3 separate regions of the Sus scrofa genome follow, and regions 1 and 2 are each linked to region 3. The links are chromatin contacts, called in public HiChIP or PLAC-seq maps. All regions are on one chromosome and are shown on one strand. The core of a region is the stretch at or near the end of the contact, and the rest is flanking DNA. Distances in the headings are between cores, read along the strand shown. Region 1 holds the start of LRP5 (low-density lipoprotein receptor-related protein 5). Region 2 holds the start of C2H11orf24. Region 3 holds the start of PPP6R3 (serine/threonine-protein phosphatase 6 regulatory subunit 3).

Evidence for each region. HiChIP or PLAC-seq counts read pairs in DNA pulled down with a chosen protein or histone mark.
Region 1: an H3K27ac HiChIP or PLAC-seq map of alveolar macrophages shows a contact between it and region 3. The contact joins the promoter of LRP5 here to the promoter of PPP6R3 in region 3. A contact is called at or near these places in 5 of 47 Hi-C or Micro-C datasets (heart right ventricle, liver and skeletal muscle) and 1 of 2 datasets of contacts at active chromatin or transcription factors (alveolar macrophages).
Region 2: a contact with region 3 is called in an H3K27ac HiChIP or PLAC-seq map of alveolar macrophages. The contact joins the promoter of C2H11orf24 here to the promoter of PPP6R3 in region 3. A contact is called at or near these places in 2 of 5 promoter capture datasets (fetal liver and fetal skeletal muscle), 10 of 47 Hi-C or Micro-C datasets (alveolar macrophages, brain, embryonic fibroblasts and 6 more) and 2 of 2 datasets of contacts at active chromatin or transcription factors (alveolar macrophages and skeletal muscle).

The regions. Positions count from the first base shown.
Region 1 is chr2:4,652,207-4,655,854 of Sscrofa11.1, reverse strand. It overlaps LRP5 (low-density lipoprotein receptor-related protein 5), which reads left to right and starts at 1,858. Exons shown (of 23, transcript XM_021082719.1): 1 at 1,858-2,113. The coding sequence starts at 2,026.
Region 2 is chr2:4,680,351-4,683,850 of Sscrofa11.1, reverse strand. It overlaps C2H11orf24, which reads right to left and starts at 1,647. Exons shown (of 4, transcript XM_003480654.4): 1 at 1,470-1,647.
Region 3 is chr2:4,521,460-4,524,958 of Sscrofa11.1, reverse strand. PPP6R3 (serine/threonine-protein phosphatase 6 regulatory subunit 3) reads left to right here and starts at 1,538. Exons shown (of 26, transcript XM_021082696.1): 1 at 1,538-1,669. TRNAA-AGC (a tRNA gene) reads right to left here and starts at 1,054; the gene lies at 982-1,054.

The DNA.
Region 1 (3,648 bases), core at 609-3,108, 130 kb before region 3:
GCTCTGTTGGCTGGGGATCCAGCGTTGCCGAGAGCTATGGTGTTAAGTAGCAGATGCGGCTCGGATCCCATGTGTGGCTGTGGTGTAGGCTGGCAGCTGTAGCTCTGATTTCACCCCTAGCCTGGGACCTTCTATATGCTGTGGGTGTGGCCCTAAAAAGAAACAAAAATTTCATGGAAGTATAGTCGATTTAGAATGTTGTGTTAATTTCTGCTGGACATCGGTTTCTATTCTGATTGGTGTGGGAGCCATAGCAGGTTCCTGAGCAGAGGAGGGATGTGAGCTGACTTGTTTGGACAGGCTCACGCTGGCGGCTGTGAGTTGGGGCTGAAGGGGGTCAAGGATGGAAGCAGGAGACCATCGGGGGCTGACGTGACCCAAGCCGGAGTGGTGATATGGGAGGTATAAGAAGTCTTAAGAGTTTGCCTCCATTTTGAATGTAGAGTCAAGAGGAGGTGCAGCTGGGGCTGGGCAGAGGGTGGAAGAGAGGACGCAGCAAAGCTTGTGCTGCTTAAACTCCTAAAAGGCGTCCCACTGTCTTGGGATAAACTCTGGAGTCTTTCTCCAGGTCTGACATGCACTGGCCCCGGCTGGCTTCTCCTGCTGCTCCATCCGCCTCTGCCTGCTCCTGCCCCAACCGTCCCCGCCTCCCTAAGTCAGAATTCCCCAGACCTTGCAGCACAGCACCCCTCCTTTTTCATGGCCCTCCTTAATATGTTAATGGTGTGTTGGGTGTTGGTTTTGGTTTTAAATGTATCTATTTTCTTGTTTTTGTCTCCTTCCCTAGGATCTAAACCCCATAGGACAGAGACATTCTGCCTGACCACTAGCTTTGTCCTACAAGGTGTCACACCTATATGAAGAACGCATGCACCCATGGACTGTGCTCTTCCCAGGAGTTACCGTTATTTCTCCGGGCACCTGCAAGGTAAGCATCGCTCCCCCGATTTTATAAGGAAGGAAAGTGTCCCGGCAGAGGTTACATTTGGACCTGCCCAAGGCACACCTGATTCTAGGAAGCGGTAGGACCCGAGTCTGACCTTGGGCCTGTGGATTCCAGAGCGTGTGCTGCCCCTTCCCAGCCCTTCCTGGGCCCTGAAGCTCAGGTGGGCACAGAGCGTGGGGTGTGGGGGGGGAAGGGAGGAGGGGGTGAAGTGGGGGTAGGTGGGGTGGGGGAGGGGTGTGCTCAGTGCCAGCTTGTTGAATGAATCGCAGGTAAGGTCTGCGATCCTAGAGGCCGCCTGCAAGCACATGGGAAGAACGGCGTATTTGCCGCTCAGGCTTCATTCAGGTACAAGGAATGCAGAGGGTTTTCAGCTGGTTTAAACAGCAAACCTCAAATCCTCCCTACTGCCCGCCCGTGCCGCTGTCCCTGCCCAGCGCGGACTCCCGGTCGCCCTTCTCTGCTCTCCCCTGTGACAACAGGTGTCACGGGGCCCGTTCCGCCCGGACCCCGCTGGGGCAGCTGCGGTCGCGGGAAAGCGCGCAGACCTGGCTCGGGGCCCTGGCTTGCAACCCCGAAAGTGCCGCACCAAGTGCCCTGGGGCAGCCCCCTTCGCAGCCCCGCCCCCGTGCCTCAGTTTCCCCATCGGTCAAGTCCGCGCCCGCCGCTCTGCAGGTGACACACCTGCTTCCGGGGCTCCATCAGCCCCGGGGCCCCGCGGGGTGGAACCGGGCGCCCGACCTCGCGTCCCCGCGGAGCCCCGGCGCCCGCCTCCGGGGGCAGGGGGCGCGGGCAGCGCCGCGGGGCCGGCGCGCGGCGGCCGCCGGGCCGCGGGCGGGCTGCGGGGGGCGCCCGCGGGAGGGCGCGGCCGGCGCGGGGGGCGCGGGCGGGCGGCGGCGGCGGCGGGGGGCGGAGACGCGGCGCGGCTTCCGCTCCCGCGCCTCCTCCCTCCTCCCCCGTCGTCCTGGTCCGCGGCGCCCGAGGGGGGAGGCGGCAGGCGCCGGGAGCCGCGCGAGGAGCCGCGGCCGCCGCGCCATGGAGCCCGAGTGAGCGCGGCGCGGGCCCGTCCGGCTCCGGACAACATGGAGGCGGCGCCGCCCCGGCCGCCCCCGCCGCCGCCGCCGCTGCTGCTGCTGCTCGCGCTCTGCTGCAGCTTGGCCCCCGCCGCGGGTAGGTGGGCGCGGGCCGGAGGGACAATGGCCCGGGCGCCCGGGCGGCTGGCCGGCCCCGCGGCCAAGTGCGCGGCGCCGCCGCGGAAGCGACTTTGCAAGTTGGGGGCGAGTTGGGGCGCGCGCCACGGGTCCCCGCCGCCTCCCGCTGTGCCTGCCGCCCGGGGGCCGCGCGCGGGCCCTTTGTCTCGCCCGCCCGGGCCCCTCCCGGGGACGCCGGGCCCCGTGCCGCGGCCCGGGCCGGCGAGGACGGCGCGCGGGCGGCGCCGACCCCGCCAGGTGCGGCGCGGGCGGGTCCTCACCTGCCCGGGCCCCGGGGCGCGCTCGGAAGCGCGGCCGCCCGAAGTGGGCCGGGCGAGGCCGTGCGGGGACCGTGCGGAGCCCGGCCCGCGGGCGGGCACGGAGCGGGGACTTTCGGCCCAGAGGCAGGCCTCGCCGCGCTGCGTCGGGAACTCTTTCCCGAGCCTGTTTCCGATGGCCGCGCGGCCGGCCTGCGAGCTCCGGGAACTGATTGAAGTTGCAGAGAAAGTTCTGAGTCCGGCGCGGGGCGGCCTGGCCTGTGCCGCTGCCCCTTTCAGCTGCGTTGCTGTCGGTTTCCCAGCGGACTGACACCTGCCAGGTGTCCGGACGACCCGTCTGGCCGCTGAGGCCCCAGGGACACGCAGCCGGTGCCCACCCCGGTCGGGGGCCGGCTGCGTGGGGCCGCCGCGCGGGGTGACGTGGTCCCAGCGCGCGGCGTGGGGCCTCGGCTGTACACAGCCTTTGGGAAATCGGGGACTGAGGACCTTTCTGTCCAACTTTTGGTGTGTCCCAAGGGGTGGAGTTGAGGTCAGGAGGACTCAGGAAACTAAGCGCCTTGTGAAAAGCTACACATGTTCTTTTAATTTGGAGATTGCCATGTGGTTTTTGAAGCAAGCCTCTTGCTACCTAAATCATGCTCTTCCGACGTGAGTGTTTTGCTTTGCTGGAGTGTGGCCGGCCAAGTGGACACGGGAGACCTGCGCTCTCCAGGCTGCTGTTCTGCTGGTGGCCGTTGGGGGTAGGGTGGGGGGCTCGGGGCCCTTTGTTTGGGCCTCTTTAAAGCAAACAGCTGTCTCCCTGAATATTTCCAGGGGGGACACTGCAGGGAGCTGGCCTGGCCTGGCTCTGAGGTCACGTTCCCCGCTCTGCAGCCCTACCACTGAAGTTTGGGGGGGCCGAGAGGGATGGTCGCCTTAAGTCCTCCTGCCCCCCAGCCCGAGCTGGGAGACTCTTGGCACTCTCACCCCCAAATTTGCCTGGCTCAGAAGTGTTTACATTCTTGGCCCCTCCGATACTAGCAAAACAAGGTGACGACAAAACAGTGACAGTATCTGGGTACTTCAGGCCCCGCTGCCGCTTCTCCTTCTGGAAATGCCTGGATCACGGAGGCAAAAGGGTTTTTTTGGGGGGAAGATGTTTGTCTTAAAGGTGGGGTTTCTCAGCCGGCAGCTGCGCCGCTTTTCGCTTGGTTGCCGTTTTTTGGAGGTCCTGGGGCCTTGGGGGTGATGTCGCTGG
Region 2 (3,500 bases), core at 398-2,897, 160 kb before region 3:
CTCCTGTCTCTGATTTCTCGTGTTCCCAATCTTGGCTTGATTTTTAACTTTTATGAAACTGTTATACACAGGGTGCTGCGTGCAAGTTACATGACATAGACTCTAAGCTGCCTAATTCCTTTTTCTGGCTTACACAGGTTCTTGGGCCCAACTCAGGCGTTACCCGCCCCCCCCACCCATTCCATCACACTAGGAACTTACTGATCAGCAGCAATGTGGCCCCAGCTGCTACCCCAAGCTGGGGAAACTAAACACACCAAGGAGCAGGGATTGCGGAAACAAATACAGGGCAGACCACAGATACCTGTCTTGACACGTCACCTGGCTGAACTTTGGTATCAGAACCCAAGGAACACAGGCTTGTGGTTTTGTGCATATAGACATTGTCCTGTGGTCCAAAGGATGTGTCTCTGTGGCAGATGGGAATCTGGCGCACTAGATAACATCTTAATTACACTGCTTCCTTCCAGGTTTCTGCAAGTTTTGGTATCAGGCTAAATGCTCTGAGCAAGAGCCTACTTCTTGCGGGCTGTGTGGGTAAATCTGACATTCCTCTGTCCGTCAGGCAAGTCTAGCATGTAAGGAGAAAATCTGGATTGAAATTTTCGAGATGCTTCCTCCAGGGAGGGGAAAAGAAAGTTTATCGTCGAGGCAGATGTCTAAGTAGAAATTTACGTTTTATGGCCAACTATGTGGATGCTGACTCCTAACAGCTAACTGCACCCACTACATAGGTGCCCAGACTCACATGGGGGAGGCAGGCAGGTAGATGGAAATGCACGACCCCCTTCCAGGTAGAGAACGCCTGGCTTGCCAAAAGGGCCAACTCTCTTTGAGCATAACACTTCCTGGGGCCCAACCTTGGCCGGCAAGACTGTTTGTCTCCCCACCCATATGGCAGCGTCCCGACTTTCCCCTCCTCTGTCCCAAACTGAACTCACCCAGCCTCTTCTCTGGCTTGGGGTCCCCGTAAGCCCTTCTCCTGCCTCCTTGGGCTCCCATCCATCCTCCTTGGGAGTCTCGGTCCCCAACTGACTCCTATTCCTTCCTCTCCTCCTACTTCTCACCTCCAATCCTCACCAGCTTGCAGTGTCCCCATTCATTTTTTCCCTTGTCCCCTTCTCTGCCTCCTGTGCCCGAAGATGCCCTCCTCTGCCTCCCGTGCCCCCATGCCCCCTACTATGCCTCCCGTGCTTGAAGGTCCCCTCCTCTGCCTCCTGGGCCCCCATGCCCCCTCCTCTGCCTCCCGTGCCCGAAGGTCCCCTCCTCTGCTTCCGTGCCCGAAGGTCCCCTCCTCTGCCTCCCGGGCCCCCATGCCCCTACTATGCCTCCCGTGCCCGAAGGTCCCCTCCTCTGCCTCCCGTGCCCCTATACACCCCTCCTCCTGTCCCCCACCTCCCTCTCTCAGCCCCAAGCCGGTTCAGGCAGCGGTGACAACAGCTCCCCGGACGGCAGAGCAGGCCCCTTACCCGGGCGCGGCAGGCCTGCGGCGGCCCGGCGGCCCTCGGGCGGCGGGGAAGCGCCCGCGGTCGGTGTGGGGACGTGGCCAGCAGTGGAGCAGCACGACCGAGAGCCAGGACAGCTCAGAGCAGCCGCCAGGGCTCCGGCCCCGCCCGGACCGCCCCGGAGATGACGTCACGAGAGGGCGGGTCCTGGAGGGCGGGGCAGCCTCGGCTGACGCTCAGAACAGCCCGGCGGCTCCTGGTGCTGCCGGATTCGAGCCGGAAGCGAGGGGCGTGGCCGCGTCAGGGCTCCGCCCACCGCGGGGCGGCTCGGGCGAAGTCCCGCGCGGGCCGGAAGCGGCAGTTTCGGACCGATCGCTGGCGGAAGTGGTGGTGCTTGGGCTCCGCTGGGACTGTGGACCCCGCCCTGTGGGGACCGAGGTGCCACGGCTGGGCTGGGTGAGCCCAGACCTATGACGTTGGCGTGCAGGTCACCCGAGGGGGGGGACCCTGCGACGTGCCCGCCCTCTCTAGACTCCATCCACAGCCCCGGGGGCAGGCGCCGGGGATCCCAGAAGCAAGTAACAGTCGAGACCGCGGCCGGCGTGTTTCGAGCGCCTACAACGTGCCAAGCGCTGGGCTTGGTTCTGTGATTTAACTGCTGTGAGGCGCTTAGCCCCGGTTTTACAGACCCTGAAACTGAGCCTCTCGAGATGTTTTGAGATTGTGAGACGTGGAATAACTGGAGCAAAACAGTGTAGAGGAAAGCGTATGGGACTTGACCTTCGTTCGAAGTAGCTTCGTAAGTTACAAGTTTTGTGATTGTACCCGAGTCTAAAACTTTCTCCAGTCCCCCCAAGTCCAAACCAGAGCCTGTCTGTGAAAGACCATCTCAAAGGGAATAATCCAAAAGGCTTTATTTTCAGACAGTTATAAAAAACTTGTCTTATAAAAAACTCGTCTTGGGGTCCTGGGCTAAGAAACTAAGCCAGACCCAGAAAAGTGAGGGTGCAAAGATGGGATCAGCTCCCCAGCTCTGAGCTCTGGGAGCACCTGAAACTCACTTTAGAAGTGTCACATCCAGGAATTCCTGTCTTGGCTCAGTGGTTAACGAATCCGACTAGGAACCATGAGGTTGCGGGTTCGGTCCCTGCCCTTGCTCAGTGGGTTAAGGATCCGGCGTTGCCGTGAGCTGTGGTGCAGGCCGCAGACGCGGCTCGGACCCCGCGTTGCTGTGGCTCTGGCGTAGGCCGGTGGCTGCAGCTCCGATTCAACCCCTAGCCTGGGAACCTCCATATGCCGAGGGAGCGGCCCAAGAAATAGCAACAACCACAACAACAACAACAACAAAAAGACAAAAGACAAAAAAAAAAAAAGAAGTGTCACATCCAGGAATTCCTGTCTTGGCTCAGTTGCGGGTTCAGATAGATTCCCTGGCCTCGCCCAGTGGGTTAAGGATCCAGCGTTGCCGTGAGCTGTGATGTAGGTAGTAGATGCAGCTCGGGTCCCGAATTGCAGTGGCCCTGGCGTAGGCTGGCAGCTACAGCTCTAATTAGACCCCTAGCTTGGGAACCTCCATAGGCCTGGGTGTGGCCCTAGAAAAGACAACAGCAACAACAGACCTATCACATCCAGTTCAATCTCATGGTTTCAGGCGGTGTAGCCCTTACCCTGTAAGGGATAGGTTTGCTGAGAGGCCAGCCAGGTGGGAGAGTTTGTGAAGACAAGATCCTTTTGCTTTGGGTTTGCTTTAATTTTCACAACAAGCTCAGCTCTAACATGAGAAGCGCAGTCAGTATCTGTTCAATTCACAAATGAAAATATACCCAAACAGCCAGTTGTGGTTCTATGCTCGGCTTCCTCAAAATCAGTTTCTGTGCTTTTATTTCCTCTTTGGTAAAATCGGGACAGTTTTTACTGCTGAGGCTGAAATTACAAAGATGAGACAAGCTCTCCTTTTCAAGGAGCTCAGAGTCTACGGCCAGGATCTGCTGACCCTCTGTCTGTTTTTCTAGTAAAGTTTTATTGGAATACATCTGTGCCTCTTGGTTATGTATT
Region 3 (3,499 bases), core at 289-2,788:
CCAGATCCTTAACCCACTGAGTGAGGCCAGGAATAGAACCAGTGTCATGCATCCTAGTCGGATTCTTAGGCCCCTGAGCTACAACAGGAACTCCCTGCCTCCCCTCCTTGGGCCTGAGAGGCCATCTCTGCCCAAGCCAGTGTCACGGGAGAGACCTGCTGGCAGGCAGACCTCCCTGCCCCGAGCCCTCATTCTGACTCTCCCCTGAGCACCGGTGCTGGTGATTTCCCCCTAGGCAGGGTGGCACTGGTCTCAAGGCCCGGAGACCCGGTCACTTCGGACACTTCCTCTCCCGCCCCGTGTCTCTCTCAGAACAACCCAACCTGTTCCAAGGCCCCACCTTGGGGTCTCAGGTCTCCGGGAGTTAGCGCAGAGCTCTGCTCTCGCTGTCCTGAGGGTCGGATTGCCTCCGGCTCAGGAAGACCCCACCACTCTGTGACTGGAGGAGTCTGACGTCAGAGCCGGGACCCTCTGCTCCCCACGCACCCCCGCAGGCTGGGCATAGACTAAGTGCACACTAGGGCTGCCCACGAGCACTAGTGCCCCTAGCACTCTCTCCCCCGCAGCGGGCCCCGCAAGCCTCCCCCCACCGCATGCAGTTGATTTACACGTGACCATACACGGCGTTTTGCCGGCTTTTAGGAAGGAGGCCGCATCTCCAAGCGTCGGCTCTCTCTGGGGTGGCTCTCTTTAGGAGCAGGGGGCGGGGGGAGATGGCTGAGTGGGCTGTCTCGGGGAGGGCGGGGAGTGGCAGGGCGCCAGAGGAGAATTTTGGGAGAAGCTCGCGTGTCAATCCTTCCGCAAGGCAAAACGAGGACTCCTATCTTCCCGCAATCTGGTCCCTCGCGGAGGCTGGGGAGTCGGCGTAAGCTGTATGGGACTCCCCACCTTCACTCTGATAGACTCCCAGTGCGGGCACCCAGGGAAAGGAGCGTGACTTTGACCAGGAAAGTCCCACACCCCCCTTCTAAAAGTCTACAGTGGAGAATGCGGGCATCGATCCCGCTACCTCTCACATGCTAAGCGAGCGCTCTACCACTTGAGCTAATTCCCCAACCCTGGCTAATTTCCGCCGCCGAAACACATTGTGGCTCACGTCATCACCGGTTTCCTTCAGGCCCTCGGGCCCGCCTGCCCGCCCTCCGGTCTTGGTACCCCATTGGTTCCCTTGCAGTTCCCATCTCTATGGCCATGATTGGTTTGGCTCATTTTAGTTTTAAAAAGCATTGGCTATCGGATTGGTGGTCCGAAGCGTCGGTCAAGCGGAGGCCCTGCTGTTGCTACGGCGTAGGGGGACCCAGCCAGGTTTCTCTCGGTTTCTGATTTGTTTCTCCAGACTCCCGGGTCCTAGAGGTTCCGGAACCGTCAAGTCCATGGGAAAAGGATGAGCCCCTCTCGCTTGACTGACGAGGTCTGCCAGCCAATCGGCGTGCGTGCAACGGGGCCGCAGGGTGATCCAATAGGTTACAGGGGGCGGGAGAGGGAGGCCAATGAGCGCGGGACTGGGGGCGGGGCCAGGGCCATGATTGGCCGTGAGGCGGCCGGAGGGAGGGCGGGGGGAACTCAAGGCCTGCTTGATACGTCCGCCATTTTGGGCGCTTCGCTGATGGTGTCGGTGAGCGCGTTTCCCGCCTGAGCGCAACTAGCGGCGAGTCGCGGGCACCTCCAGGTAATGAGGGGGAGGGGGCGGCGGAGCGGGCCGTCGCGCGGGGTGCGCGGCGCGCGGGCGGCGGGGCGGCCCCTCCGCCCGGCCTCGGCGGCGCGGGGAGGGAGCGTCCCGGCCCCCTCCCCTCCCCCCCGGAATTCGCCGCTCCGCGGCCGGGGAGGCGCGGCGCCCCGGCTCCGGGGCCGTCCCCGCCCGCGCCTGTCAGCCGCCCGGCTCGCCCGCTGCGGGCCGCGGGGGCCGCGCCGGGCCGGGCGCCGAGGCGGGACGAGGGCCCGGCGGCGAACTTTGCGCCCGCGCGGACGTCCGCGGCCTGGCGCGGCGGCGACCGGGCGCGCCCCTAGCCCGGCGGGGCCCGCTCCGCCCCGGCCGGCGGCCCCGAGCGCCGCCCGCCGGCCCCGGAGAACTTCGCTGGGCGCGGGCCCCGGAGCGTGTCAAGTTAAGGCGGCCGCTCGCCGGAGCCTCGCGAAGGCCATTGTTGGACTCCGCTCTCCGGGAAACAAGTTCTGTGGGTTTCTGCTCCTTCGCCGCAGAGTCATCGGAATACGCAGAGCCGGGCCCGGAGTATTTAAATCTCCTTCCGAGCGATTTTTTTTCCACTCCGGTGCTGCGACTCCAGCGTAGACCTGGTCGCGAAGGTCTCCCTGGCGAATATGAGCTTGCGGGGGGCTGGGGGGTGGTCCTTCTTTCGGCAGCAAGAACCTCCCTCTTAAAGAAGCTCTCTCGCCGTTAACTTGGAGGGGTTTCCTCCTCCGTCCCGCCTGCTCTCGGCACAACTTGGACCCTTGGTTGTGCGTAGACCGAGCGAGTCCTTGGAGGTCCCTGTGTGTCCTGACGTCTCAGCCTCAGAGCTTCGTGCAGTGCTCTCGATTCTTACTTTCTCCGTGGGTCGGGTCGAGCTTTGTTTATATTTTGCTTTTATGGGAGGGGCACTTTCGTCCTCGCCGCACTTGTTAACGAGGCTCTTGTCGTATTTTGTGAACGGGAGGCTTACTTGGGTTTTGTCCTCAAGGTCAAGTTGCAGGTAGGCAGCCAGTGGGAAAGCGAGTCCAGGTTTCCAGCCGCTGGAGTCTCCTAAGTGGTGCTGGTGCCTGCGCTCTCTTTGCTCTCGAGTTAGACTGCCTGGTTTCACATCTTGGCTTCATCACTTTCTTCACTGCTGCTTCTGTAACTGTGTCTGCCTCCTGAGTTTGCCAGGAGTAAATGAGTTAATACGTGTAAAGCAGCTACAAATGGTGCCTGGCACGAAGAATCAGCTTAGAAATTAATGGCTATTATTAGGTTTGATGTTTTAAATATTTATATACCATTAGGAAGGTAAATGAGTGTTTTCAGTCCTGGCTTTGGGCGAGTGTCTTTAGAAAGGTCTGTGTATTTAGAGTCATTTGGGCTGAGACAGTGACCTGGAAGTGTATTGTAATTTTTTTCAGGGGAGGAGTGGTTGAAGATTCGTTAAGTTGCAAACGTTTCCTGGAGTAATGAGCCCTGGTGCTTCAGAATGGTTAGTTTCAGAGATGGTTAAATAGGGAAAAGCTCCCCAGGAGCTCCAGTTGGATTCTCTTCCTGCTGTACTTTTGGATACTACTTCTGAAGTGTGATTGGCCCCCAAATCAATAGCTCCCGAGCTTCTCAGGGTACTCTTGGTTCTTACCGAGGCTCGGGAGGTTCCTGTGTGTTGAACTTCACTGTGTATGTGCTTCAGTGACGATAGTTTGGGCAATAACTGTTTTCCCGGAGGGGTGCTTTGGAAGCTGTTTTATATCTCAGTATATCTGATCAGGGAGTCTAGAATAGCTAACAAAATGCCATCCACTAAGTCACACATGTACTCCCAGG